Regions from separate parts of the Mus musculus genome. Here region 1 is linked to region 2. Evidence: chromatin contacts called from public promoter capture Hi-C data. All regions are on one chromosome and are shown on one strand. The core of a region is the stretch at or near the end of the contact, and the rest is flanking DNA. Distances in the headings are between cores, read along the strand shown.

Evidence for each region. Promoter capture Hi-C pulls out the DNA fragments that hold promoters and counts their contacts.
Region 1: a promoter capture Hi-C map of maxillary cranial neural crest shows a contact between it and region 2. The contact joins two enhancer-like sites. A contact is called at or near these places in 9 of 39 promoter capture datasets (the C10 cell line, the HPC-7 cell line, cranial neural crest and 6 more) and 2 of 115 datasets of contacts at active chromatin or transcription factors (embryonic stem cells and large pre-B cells).

What each region holds. Positions count from the first base shown.
Region 1 is chr7:126,164,242-126,170,349 of GRCm38.p6, reverse strand. It overlaps Xpo6 (exportin 6), which reads left to right. Exons shown (of 24, transcript NM_001311143.2): 4 at 1,024-1,221. It also overlaps the pseudogene Gm17137. Among named protein-coding and RNA genes, the nearest start is that of Xpo6, 33 kb to the left of the region's middle. Within about 2 kb of position 1,544, at least 32 of the 459 cell types and tissues checked have an H3K27ac peak or open chromatin away from gene starts, as enhancers often do.
Region 2 is chr7:125,768,667-125,774,841 of GRCm38.p6, reverse strand. It overlaps D430042O09Rik (RIKEN cDNA D430042O09 gene), which reads right to left. Exons shown (of 28, transcript NM_001081022.2): 6 at 4,139-4,270. Among named protein-coding and RNA genes, the nearest start is that of D430042O09Rik, 64 kb to the right of the region's middle. Within about 2 kb of position 1,446, at least 29 of the 459 cell types and tissues checked have an H3K27ac peak or open chromatin away from gene starts, as enhancers often do.

The sequences.
Region 1 (6,108 bases), core at 295-2,794, 400 kb before region 2:
GATAGGAGAGATGAGATTGTTTTATCCTAAGAATTTCTTTTTCTTCTTCTTCTTCTTCTTCTTCTTCTTCTTCTTCTTCTTCTTCTTCTTCTTCTTCTTCTTCCTCCTCCTCCTCCTCCTCCTCCTCCTCCTCCTCCTCCTTTTCTTTTCTTTTCTTTTCTTTTCTTTTCTTTTCTTTTCTTTTCTTTTCTTTTCTTTTCTTTTCTTTCTCCTCCCCTCCCCTCCCCTCCCCTCCCCTCCCCTCCCCTCCCCTCCCCTCCCCTCCTTTCTTTTCTTTTCTTTTTGACAGGGTTTCTCTCTGTAGCCCTGTCCTGTCCTGGAACTTGCTCTGTAGAGTAGGCTGGCCTTAAACTCACAGAGTTCCACATGCCTCTGCCTTTTGAGTGTTGGGATTAAAGGCATGTGCTACCACCGTCCAGCTTGTCCTCAGATTTTTTTTTATTGGATATTTTATGTATTTACATTTCAAATGTTATCCCTTTTCCTGGTTTCACTTCTGAACCCCCCACCCCCCATCCCATCCTCTCTCTCCCTGCTTCTATGAGGGTGCTCCTCCACCCACTTACCCACTCCCACCTCACTGCCCTGGCACTCTCTTACACTGGAGAATCGAGCCTTCACAGGACCAAGGGCCTCTCCTATTGATGCCAGACAATGCCATCCTCTGCTACATATGTGACTGGAGCCATGAGTTTCTCCTTGTGTACTCTGTGGTTGGTGGTTTAGTCCCTGGGAGCTCTGAGGTGGGAGGAGGGACCTGGTTGGTTGGTATTGCTGTTCTTCCTATGGGGTTGCAGACCCCTTCAGTCCTTTCTGTAACTCCTCCATTGGGGTCCCTGTGCTCAGTCCAATGGTTGGCTTGTCCTAAGATTTTAATATTTGTGTTTATCATTTTGCTAAATGTCCTAAACTGTTAGAGCTAGGTAGATGTGTGTGTATGTGACGTTACAGGTAATTATAGAATGAAAACCATTCATTTTGTGTAAAGCTCATTAATTTAAAAGATACGTATTTGTTTTTCAGAATCTAATCAATAAAATGTGGCTTGGGGTCCCATCTCAGGATAAGATGGAAATCCGTAGCTGCTTGCCCAAACTTCTCTTGGCTCACCATAAAACCTTACCTTACTTTATTCGGAATAAACTCTGCAAAGTTATCGTTGATATTGGACGCCAAGATTGGCCCATGTTCTACCATGACTTTTTCACTAACATTTTACAGGTAAGGATCTACCTGGGGGAACTGTCATATAAATTGTTCGCAGAGGGATTATATCCCTTGACTTGAGGGGTTTTATAGTTATTCTTTGGGGCTGCAGTAAGTAGTAAGTGTTGTAGGCTGGATTCATACATTGTCTGTCTTTATGTTCTGTAGCTTTGCATAGTGGAGGAGAGAGGGAGTGGAGGGAGAGTGAGCCTAGTTACTTCCTTAGCACCTGTGAAGTTAGTTCTGCTCAGCAGGCCTCTGAAGGCCTGGCTCCTGATACGATGGCGATGGCGGTGAAAGGAGGGTTCTAGTGGTTTCAGAATTGTCAGGAAATAACCACAAACTGTAAATAGCCATTGATAGAAGTATTGTGGAATGTTTGCTGCTGGGGTGTGTGTTACACAGCCTTGGGATTGATAAACAGGACCAAACCGGTTTTAGAGTAAATTTCATCATCAGGCGGTCGTATGTTAGCTATCTAAAGTTTCTTTGGACTCAGTTCTACCTTGATCCATTGGCAGTCAAGAGTATATTGTGATAGTTGGTAGGGAATCTGCAGTTTGTGTTGTGATCAGCCTCCAGCTCTCTGCAGGTTGCTTATACCTTTCTAGGACATTGGGAAAGGAAGTAATAAGGTGAGACTGACCATGCTCCTCCCCACCCTGTAGTCTGTGGGTCAGTGCCCCTTTTGTAAGGTCGTTCCTCAGATTTCTGAAGTCTGCTGAGCCAAACCTTTGGACACATTTTACCTAAGGCCAGATTACTGAGAAACAAGGGTGGCTACTTCTTCCCCAATAGGTATGTAATAAAAACGGATGGCTCACTAGAAACCTAAATTTGATCTGCAGCTCAAAGGTACTTATTGTCTGCTAAGTCAGATGCAGAAGCTAAGTGTGTTTAGAATTTTAATTATATATTAATTGCCTTTCTGGATAAAAGAACAATAAAAATGAAAAATTAAATGTTTTCTCCAGTTTTTTCAAGTAAAGGATTATGTGGGGGCAATTAAAAAAAAAGTCTACTATAATTAGTTCCTTAGTTTTCTCTCTTGGAGACAGAATTTCACCACTGTGCTATTTAGCCGGGAAGTAGCAGAGATCTATCTGCCTCTGTCTCTGTTTCCCAATGCTGGACTCAAAGGTGTGTGACTCCATTCTTACTTGCTTGACACATTCTCATGTTTTAGCCTTTACTATATTTTAGCTTCAAAACAAAACCAAAAAACCCAAAACTGTCAACAGTAAAATTTGCTCTGAAATGTTTCCTTAGGTACTAGCTAGCTACAACTGTGTCTTGGAAACTGAAACTCCAAATATTTAGTGAGTACAGATTAGAAGTAGTTCCCAATCACCCAAAGCAGCTAGAATAACGGACAGGAAAGAAGAGGCCCGAGAGGCAGCTGGGAAAGCAGCTGCAGAGGCAGTCCAGCGGTCTCCAGGAAGTGCCCTTGCTTTAGAGGAGGTGGGAAGGTCACACTGCCACATTCAGTTAATTCATTGAGCTTCAGGAAGGAAGAAGTTAAAGTCAGCTTGGCTTTGGTTTGTAACCCAGCTGGGAACCTTGTCCTAGCTTTGAACCTTAGAAAGGTGGAACCTTGTCCTAGCTTTGACAGAATGAGGTCTAAGATCAACCCTGGTTAGAGGTCAGGGAGTTAAAAGGCAAACAACCAGGTCCAAACTCTTAAGGTCTCAGAAGTGAGGAAGGTTCTCAAAAGCAATAGAAAGGGAGCGCAGAGAGTGGGAGAGCTCTGCTAGCAGAAGCTATAACCAGACTCGCTTCTGCTGAGAGTCCGGCTTAAGGGCATCTGGATGATGAAGGGAAGGGAACGAATGTCCTCTCCCTTTCTCTCTCTTTTCATCAGAGCCTGGTATCCTCTATAGGGGAAGTGGATTAGCTTTTGCACTTTATAGATTATTGTGGGCGGTAGCTAGGACAGTGGTTCAGTCATTCTGTTTTGTTTTTTGAGACAGGGTTTCTCTATATTCCTGGCTGTCCTGGAACTCTCTGTAGACTAGTTTGGCCTTGAATTCACAGCTGTCTGCTTGCCTCCATCTCCTGAGTGCTGGGGTAAAGGCATGCACCACCACCTACCACTTATACAGTCTTATGATGATTTTTAAAAAGATTTTTTAGTGTGTGCACATGTGCCCTCTGAAGCCAGAAGAGAGAGAGTGTTGTATCCCCTGGATCTGGAGGTATAGGTGGTGGTGAGCCACTAATGTGGGTGCTGGGAATTGAGCTCAGGTTCTCTGGAAGAGCAATATGCTCTTTTTAAAAACTTACTATTTTTAATTGGTGTGTATTTGCATGTATCTGTGAGAGACTGTGTGAATGCAGATACCCTTGGGTGTGGCATCTTCTGGAACTGGTGTTGTAGGCAGTTAGGAGCATCTGGTATTTGTGTTGGGAGCTGAACTGGGTCCTCTACATGAGCAGTAAGTGCTCTTGGACATGGAGCCATTTCTCCAGACCTGCTGTATATTCTTTCACTGAGCCATCTCCCTAGCCACTCTTAGGATTTTATTGAAGATGTGGCCTTCTTCTCTGAGCTTTTTATTTCTTCTCTGTTAGTATGTTTGTCATCTACTAGCTTTTATGAACTTGTGGACCATGTGCAAAAAGAGGTAGGTCCAGAAGGTCAGCATCATCGTCATGGTGTTGAGGTGGTACTGATGGAAAAGGCCTGAGTGAGCAAGCTCTAGTGGGCATACCAGGGTGTGGTGCAAGAACCAGAGGGCAAGGAGGCCTGCCAGGTGATGATGAAAACAATGGCAAAGATGAGGAAGATGTTACTAGATATTTTCCATGCTGTGTAATTAAAACATTTTGGCTGTCTCTGGCAGGTCATGAGAAACCCATGATGGTAAGGGTCACTGCTCAGAGTTGACAAACCGGGAGAAACTAAGAAGAATGATGGTGGCCACCTGATAGATGATCTGTTTCTTAAAATTCAACTTGACCAGGGAACAGTAGAATGGAAGTTGAGCCATGTAGTATTTTCAGTCCTGGGAAAAGGGGTGATCCCAAATCGGGTATCTCTTCCAAACTTTGGCCATGCCTTAGAATCAGGGTTTAGCCTCAGGGATGGCCATGTTAGCACAAAGGGAACCAGGTAAAATTGCTTCTGAGTACACTTGAGAAGACTGGGGATATGGGCCAGTCTTGAGTGTAACAGTGGTGGGAATCATGATTATACCTGGTTGCTGAGAGTTCTCTTTGCCAAGATAAAAGCTCCACCCCACTTACTTGGGCTGCTTCCACTGGTCAGGGAGAGGTGCCTCACAGCTAAGCTACTTCACCATTCAGGAGGGCAGCTGATGGTATAGCCACATAAAGCTCAAAGAGGTATCAGATGACAAGAAAGAGCAAGGCCAGGAGTAGTGTGATGTCTGGGGCTTTGGTACCAACTCCTCCATCTCAGTCTTCCGGACTGGCACAGGTTAATTTCACTGCAGCTGTAAGCATTTCCGTCAAATGTGATCATGTAAGAGTTGGAGCAGAGTAGGCTAGCCTCGATGGGCTCTGTTCCTGTGTGAGCTGCAAGGGCCACATGTTCTCTTGGTTTTGTCCTCTTGCCAGCTCCCTCCTTTTTCCTGGAGCCAGGGAACCAGCCACAGTCAAGGAAAGCAAAGATGACTTACTTCCTTTTTATTTTTATTTGAAACAGGGTCTCATGTGGCCCTGGTTTGTTTGGAATTCTCTATGTAGACCAGGCTGGCCTTAAACCAGTGGTCTCAACCTTCTCAATGCTGTGACCCTTTAATATAGTTTTTCATTTGGTTGTGATCCCAACCAAAAATTATTCTTGTTGCTAATTTAGAACTGTAATTTTGCTACTGTTATAAATCACAATGTAAAAACATCTGTTTTCTGATGGTCTTAGGCAACTCCTATGAAAAGGGGTTTCGACCTGTTGGTTGAGAACCATGATTTGAACTCATGGAGATCAATCAGCTTGTCTCTGCCTGCAGAGTGCTGGGGTACAAGGAATGTGCTACCACACCTAGCAAGAGTGACTTTATTATGTCTTATGTCCTACGTGTTCAGTCTTTAGCACTACCAAAAAAGAAAAAAGGTCATGAAGAATGAATTCCTTCCTTGCTAACTTCTCCCTCAGGATGGAACCTAGGGCCATACAGTGCTAGGCAAACCGTCTACTATTGAGCTCTAGCTCTTGTTAGATTGTTTGTTTGTTTGTTTTTTGGAGACAGGGTCTTGCTGTATAGTCCAGGCTGCCCTCAAATTTATGATCTTGGTGCTGCCTCTGTTTTCCTAGTGCCTAGATGTCTAGGTGTGTGCCACCATTCCTAGTGATGGCTTTCTTTTTTCACTGGATTTCTTACCTGTGCTTTCTTTCCTTTGAATAAAGAAAGGAGATTTAAGATGGATTTTCTATATTGTAGAGGATCTGACCATATGTGAGGAGCACAGAGGCATTTCATATCTAAAGGAAAGTGAGTAACTGAGTTGGAGAGATGGACATGGATGGCTCCTAAAAGCACTTACAGGAGAACAAGGTTCATTCAGTTCCCAGTATTATCACTGGCCTCAGCAGTCACTTGGACACTTGTGCATATAAATTCATATAGGTGGGCACACCTGTGCACACATAACCACATAACACACACATGCACCACACATATACACAAACCTTGAAAGTGAATGTTGCCAAGTAGATCATTTGGCAGAATAGGTTTATTCAACCCTGAAAGATTTAAGTGCTTAGGAGCTGGGGAGATGGCCAGTGGCTAAGAGGACTTGTTGCCAGAGTCCATGTGTTGGCTCATCACTATCTATAACTCTAGTTTCAGAAGATTTGATTCCTTGTTCTAATCTGAGAGGACACTAGGTGTATGCAGTGCAGGAGCTGGGCAGTGTTGGCCACGACTTTGATCCCACCCA
Region 2 (6,175 bases), core at 197-2,696:
TACCTGTGTTCAGTCTTTGGATCTCACAGTTGAAGGAGAGAACTGACTCCTGAAAGCTAACCTTTGACCTCCACACATGTGAAGAGTGACACACTTGTACTGCCCCTCACACACACAAATAATAATAAAGAAAAATTTAATTTTAAGACTTTAATTTTAGACATTTTGGATTCATTCTTGATTCCTAAAGAAACCACTTCCTCAGATGGAGACTGAGTCTCCCACAACAACACTTATAGCATGGGCCCAGGTACTGGGTCCAAACTCTCTAGAAAGAGCTCCCCTGTGTTAGAGTTGGAAAACTGGTCAGAACCCTATGGAGGCCTCTTATCCAGCATAAGAAAACCCTGTCTCTGCCACAGTCCCCAGCCTCAACCCCCCAGTCCCCACAGTCCCCCAGCCTACTGTCCTGCTCACAGCTGCTCCTCCAAGCCTGCTCACCTCACAAGAGGCTGTGTCTCAGTACTAAACAGGAACCTCTGCCTGTCTTTCCCTGTTCCCACAGTCCAATCTGCTGTTTCCAGAGCCCTGTCACCTCCTGACACACTACATGCTCTTTTATTTGGCTCTCTAGCAGCCCTGAATGTCCTGAAACTCACTATGGAGGCCAGCCTGGCCTCCAACTCTGAGATCTGCTTGTACCTGCCTCTGGAGTGCTGAGATTAAAAGTGTGCACCATCAAGTCCCACCTGTGTGCTTATTTATCAACTACTTTATCTTCAGCATCTGGGAGTATGTGGCATGGACCATGCACCTTGGGGACACACCTCTGGTTCCAGCAGCCAGCCCAGTCATTCCTCATAAGAAAGTATACCATGGACAAATGTGGTGATTCATGCCTTTGATCCCAACACTTGAGAGGCAAAGGCAGGTGGATCTCTGTGAGTTCAAGGCCAGGTTTGCCTACATAGTGAATTCTAAGCCAGCCAAGGCCACATAGTGATACTATCTCTCAAAAAGAAAAAGAAAACAAACAAAAAAGTATAACATAGTACACATCAAGCAGTTGGGAAACAGGAGCATTATGATTCATGGCTAGCCTGGGCTACAATGTAGGTCCTTGTGCTGGAAAAGAAGAGTAGAAAGAAGAAGGAGGAGAAGGAGGAGGACCCCAATCACCTGACTATTTTTAAAGGAAGGAACCCCCCCAATTCATATCATCACATGGAATCTCCTGATTGTATCAGTGTTGGCTGCTCATTGAATCTTCCCACAGCACCATACAAGGCAGCATACAGGGGCTGAGAGAGCACGCCTCCAGGATGCCAGTCTGCAACTCAAAGCCACCAAGGAACTGAATTTCACAGGATGTGATGGAAAGCAAAAGGCTGGCATGTTCCGGCGGCGGCGGCAGAGGGGAGGTGCAAAGCCTCTATGTGGATGCGGATCCCTTCTGCTCCAGCTCAGGCCTCACTTGCTTCATGCCGGGCTGGTATATTTAGCCATGCCTAGCGTGGCTTCTGTGCCTGTGCAGATGGCAGCTCTCAGGGCTTCTTTCTGCTGTGGCAGGCAAGTAGCACCACTGTCTGTCTCTCTCCCCCTTTGCAGGGAAATAACTCCAAGGGGAAATTGACTGTGAAGCCTTAAGGAGAGCCCTCTCAAGATGTGGAGAAAGGCAGGAAAGAAATATAATCAGGTGCTCACAGTGGGGAACGTGAAGTGCTGGCAGAGCGGCAGGGGCTGCAACTGAGCATGTGCACCAAAGACTGCTACTAAGGCTACTAACGCTGAGGGCAGGAGAAGCCTGGTGGGAGGGGGCCTCTGCAGTCCACTGTGCAGGCTGCTGGGAGCCTGCCAAAGAGGAAAAGGTATCAACTTAACAGAAGGTGCCAGGCGCTTCACCATGGACAAACAATGCTCTCCAGCTCAAACGGCGCACAGCACTCTGGGACCTGGTGTGGGTGTAGGACTATAAGCGACTGGACATGGCTAAGATCCCAGCTGAAAGAAAATGAAGGTGTGTTTTATCCAGACTGATCCCAAGCATGGGGCTGTTGGTAAGTTCAAAAGCAAATCGTGAGCCAGGTGTGGAGGTGCTAGCAGGAAAACCCTGCCTGTGAGGCTATCTGGGACTACATAGTAAAGCCTCTCAAAAAGACGAGGAGGAGAGCTGCGAGAAGAAAGGAACCGGGAGAAGTCAGTGGGTAAAGGTGCTAGCCGTGGAAGCCTGTGACCTGAGTTCATCACCCAGAACCCACATAAAGGTGGAAGGAGAACCGAGTTCTAAGGTTGACTTCTCAGGTCCTGTATGAGCTACAGCGTGTACACACACACACACACACACACACACACACACACACACACAAAGAGAGAAAGAGAGAGAACAAACTACATGTGTGCAATTTGTGCAAGTGTACATAGACCCCTTTCACCTAGCATGTGGGGTAGGAGGATCCCAGCTCCTTCTCTGCTTGAGCAAATAAAAACTGTGAACACAGAGCAGGTTTCTTGGACAGAATTCCCTGCTCCTTTCTCTTTCTGTCATTCACATTTCAGCAACCATAAGTCAGGGAAGGAGAAGGCCCTGTCTGAGGCTATGAATCCGCAGGCCCATAGCTGAGTGATACAGTTGAACAATGGGGCATGTTCTACTTAGCAATTTGACTTTCGCCTGCAGTCTCTCCAGAATGTTGCTTCTATACAACAAGAAGAAATGATGTATTCATTCATTTTAATTATTAAAGCTGTCCCCCCAGAACAGTGGTTCTCAACCTTCCTAATACTTTGGCCCTTAATACCGTTCTTTATGTTGTGGTGACCCTCAACCATAAAATTATCTCACTGCTACTTCATAACTGTAATTTTGCTACTGTTATGAATTGTAATATAAATATCTGTGTTTTCCCGATGGTCATTTGACCCACAGGTTGAGAACCACTGCCTTAGACTAAACTCTACTTGTCAAACCCTATCCCACATTCTAGCCCAGGCCCACGATGCACCTCCTGGTCCACTCCACTGTCTTCTCATTCAGTGTCTCAAACCATTCCATGATCTCCTATGCACACTGTGCTGGCACTGAGCTCCTGAAGCCCAGCCTCTTGCCAGCTGTAAAGGCTTTCTTGCCTGTGCTCTTGCACAGTCTGTGCATGATACTCTCCCCCTGACATCCCGCCGTCCACTTCCCCCTCTGATTTTATTTATTTTTGTTATGGTTGTTTTGAAAAGGGTTTCCCTATGTCCCCCTGGCTGACCTTGCTAGGGACCGTCCTGCTCTGTCTCTGAACAGTGCCATTATAAACGTGCGCTTCCACACCCAGCTCCCTCTTCTGTCTCCTTCAGAGAGCTTCCTGATATCTGAAATGGTCTTATCTCATCCTGCCTTTTTCTATCTCACCTGGAACATAAACTAGTTAAGAACAGGCACTTTGTGTGCTTGTTGATTTCCATGTCTGTGGTGCAAAGAACAGACAAGGTTCAAGAATGCACTGCCAGGAAATGCTTGTGGAAGGGGAGTCTGGGGCATAGTATTACTGGAAACACACTGGTGGTCATTGACCCCCGTCAGCTGCAGCACCAACATGGCTCTGAGCTGCAGATACTCAGCTGTCTGGATGTTCTGCTGCCTGGAGTCACCGTGATCTTCAGAATACCTCACAGGCCAAGGTACACATATACAAGCAGGTGTGGGTGGGGTTACTCCCTGCCTGCCCTCAGCCCCTCAAGGCTCTTTTCTAGTATTCATGGCCAGAGACAAATTCTACTCTTTTCTAGAAAGCCTCCATAGCTAAGCTACTCCTCTCTGCCAGGCTTGTCCTCCCCTCTTAGCCCCTTCTTCATTTAGAGTGATCGGATGCTTGCTGACCCACCCATAAACACAGATGTGTGGCCCATACTCTGTGTATCAAAATGTGTGAGGTGAGGGAAGGCAAGATGGCTCAGTGGGTAAAGTGCTTGCTGCATGGGTCTGATGACCTGAGTTCAATCCCAGGAACCCACACAGGAGAGAACTGACTCCTCAGAGTTGTCCTTTGATCTCTACAGATGCTTCATTCTGACACATACACACTTTTTTTTTTAGGGAGAGAAGAGCACAGGTCAAAGAAAGTAGGTGTTAGAAAGAGCCTGACTGAGGGCCCTACAACAGCAGACCCTGACTTTGTGAGAGCCCCCAATACAAACTGAGGCCAGCCCCTACCTGTGTGTGCTCCCCAGTGGCATCCTCATGCTTGCCAATCACATCTTCTTGTGATTCAAAATCTTCTGAACAGTCCAGAGGAGGTTCAATGTGGAGACGAGAGCCAGCTTCAGTTCTGATCTGCACAGATTTCTGGACATAGAAATTCAGTGTTAAAATAAGAACAGACACCATTCTGCTCAAGGACAGGAAGGAGCCGAGCCTAGCTGGCCACAAAAAGGGGATCAAGGGTGCTGGGCCTGAGCGGGACAGGATTTGGGTGAATTGCTGTTGCTGTTGTTTACAAAGATCAGGTTTCTTTATGCAGTCTAGGCTGTCCTCAAGCTAGTGATCCTCCTGTCTCAGCCTCCTAAGTACCAGGATTACGACTGTGGCCACTGCCCCCATCTCAGCAGTTGTGACTCCACAAGGTCATATTATCTTTGCTTGTTTCTTCCTTATACTTGTAAAGTGTGTAGAAAAAGTCAGACTTTTAATGATTATTTTTCTGCAGAATGTTTGTAAGAGTTAAGCATTTCCCCAAAAGCCATAAGAGCTAACTGACCTCATGTTTGGGAAAGCCTGGCTAACGCACTGTAGATATACTAACACGAAATGGACAGAATCCTTGTAAAGCTTTTTGAACTATACAAGCTGTCCTTGCTGCAGCCTCCCTGCTTTCAAGAATTCTTTGCATCTTTGAGAAAGGAATACCTGTGCTAGGTTTTGGGGGCTAGGGATCACTCCAGAATCTCCCACCTCCACACAGCCCATCACTATGCATCTAGGAAGGACCAAAGGGCCCATATGAACAACAAAAGGAGTGGGTCACATGGAATGATGCCAGTGCCCCAAGCCCAGCTCACCTGGCCTTCTGAGTTAACAAGGAAATGCTCCCCCAATGCCCCCAGATGTTGCAACATCAGATCACATAGAAGGCTTTTAACACTTTTGACTTTTATCCTGAGTACAGAGGTGATGGCAGCTGCAGCCAGTGGAGGGGGGGGGGGGAGGAGAAAAAGCAAGCAGCTAGAGAGTTCCAGAGAGTGGGTGGGGTGGAGATGACTGAGGACAGTGCAGTATGGAAAAGAAACAGCAGACTGTGAGCCAAGGCTGTGGAAGGCACAAAGGCTGGTAGACAAGATGCTACAGGTCTTGGCTTCTAGAAGAAGCTGTCAACCCCAAAGGCTCATGGTCTTGACACAAAGGTTTGAAAGCTACACCACTAGTCATGGTAGCCACTAGAATCCCAGAGCTGGAGCACTTGCTACTGCTTGCTGCCTGCTCCCTGCTACCAGATTGCTTGCAGCTCAGGATCTCACTGGCTGCTGAGTGCTGGACCACTGGCAATTGGTACTCAGAAGAGGGAACCTCTAACCTGTGCACTTAGAGCTGCCTCTGGCTTCTAAGACCTGAAGCTGTTAAGACTCTGTTCTCAGGGCTGAGTCAGTCAGCCCAGCCCCCAAGCCTGCTTGCCTGTCCTGTCCTTTGCCTGCTGGAGAAGCTCCTTAGCTCTCTCTCAGGCCCAAGACTGCCAATACTAGAAACGACTCCCTGCTCACTAGTGATTCCCACCTGAGCAGAACAAAAGGACTCACTCAGCTGGAAGGTGACATGCTGTCACATCGTTCAAGCCACTGTTAGCAAACCAGACCTTACTTGATACATCCAGCACGCAAGGCCTCCATACTAATTCCTACACATTCTAACATGTGTGACTGTTGAACCAATTGGAGCCACTTCCAGGGCCCTATCAGTCCAGCTGAGCCCACAGACACCCTTTCCTCTATCTCTGTGGGCTTGTTTGCCTTCCCACCCTCAATCCCTCTGTGGCTCAAGGATGAGAATGGAACAGGCAGCTGTCTATGAGAGCAAGGAAGGTGTCCTAATAGAGAAACAAGAAGGGCCAGCAGGTCACTGTGTAATGCCTTGGGGCGGTTCTAAAGCCATACACCCTCATTGTCCCACCTTTCCTCTTCACTCCAAAGCCTTGGCTAGCTCCAGCTGTGGTATGGGTTCCCTCTACACATTGCTACTTAGTTCTCCTCTCCAGGCTAA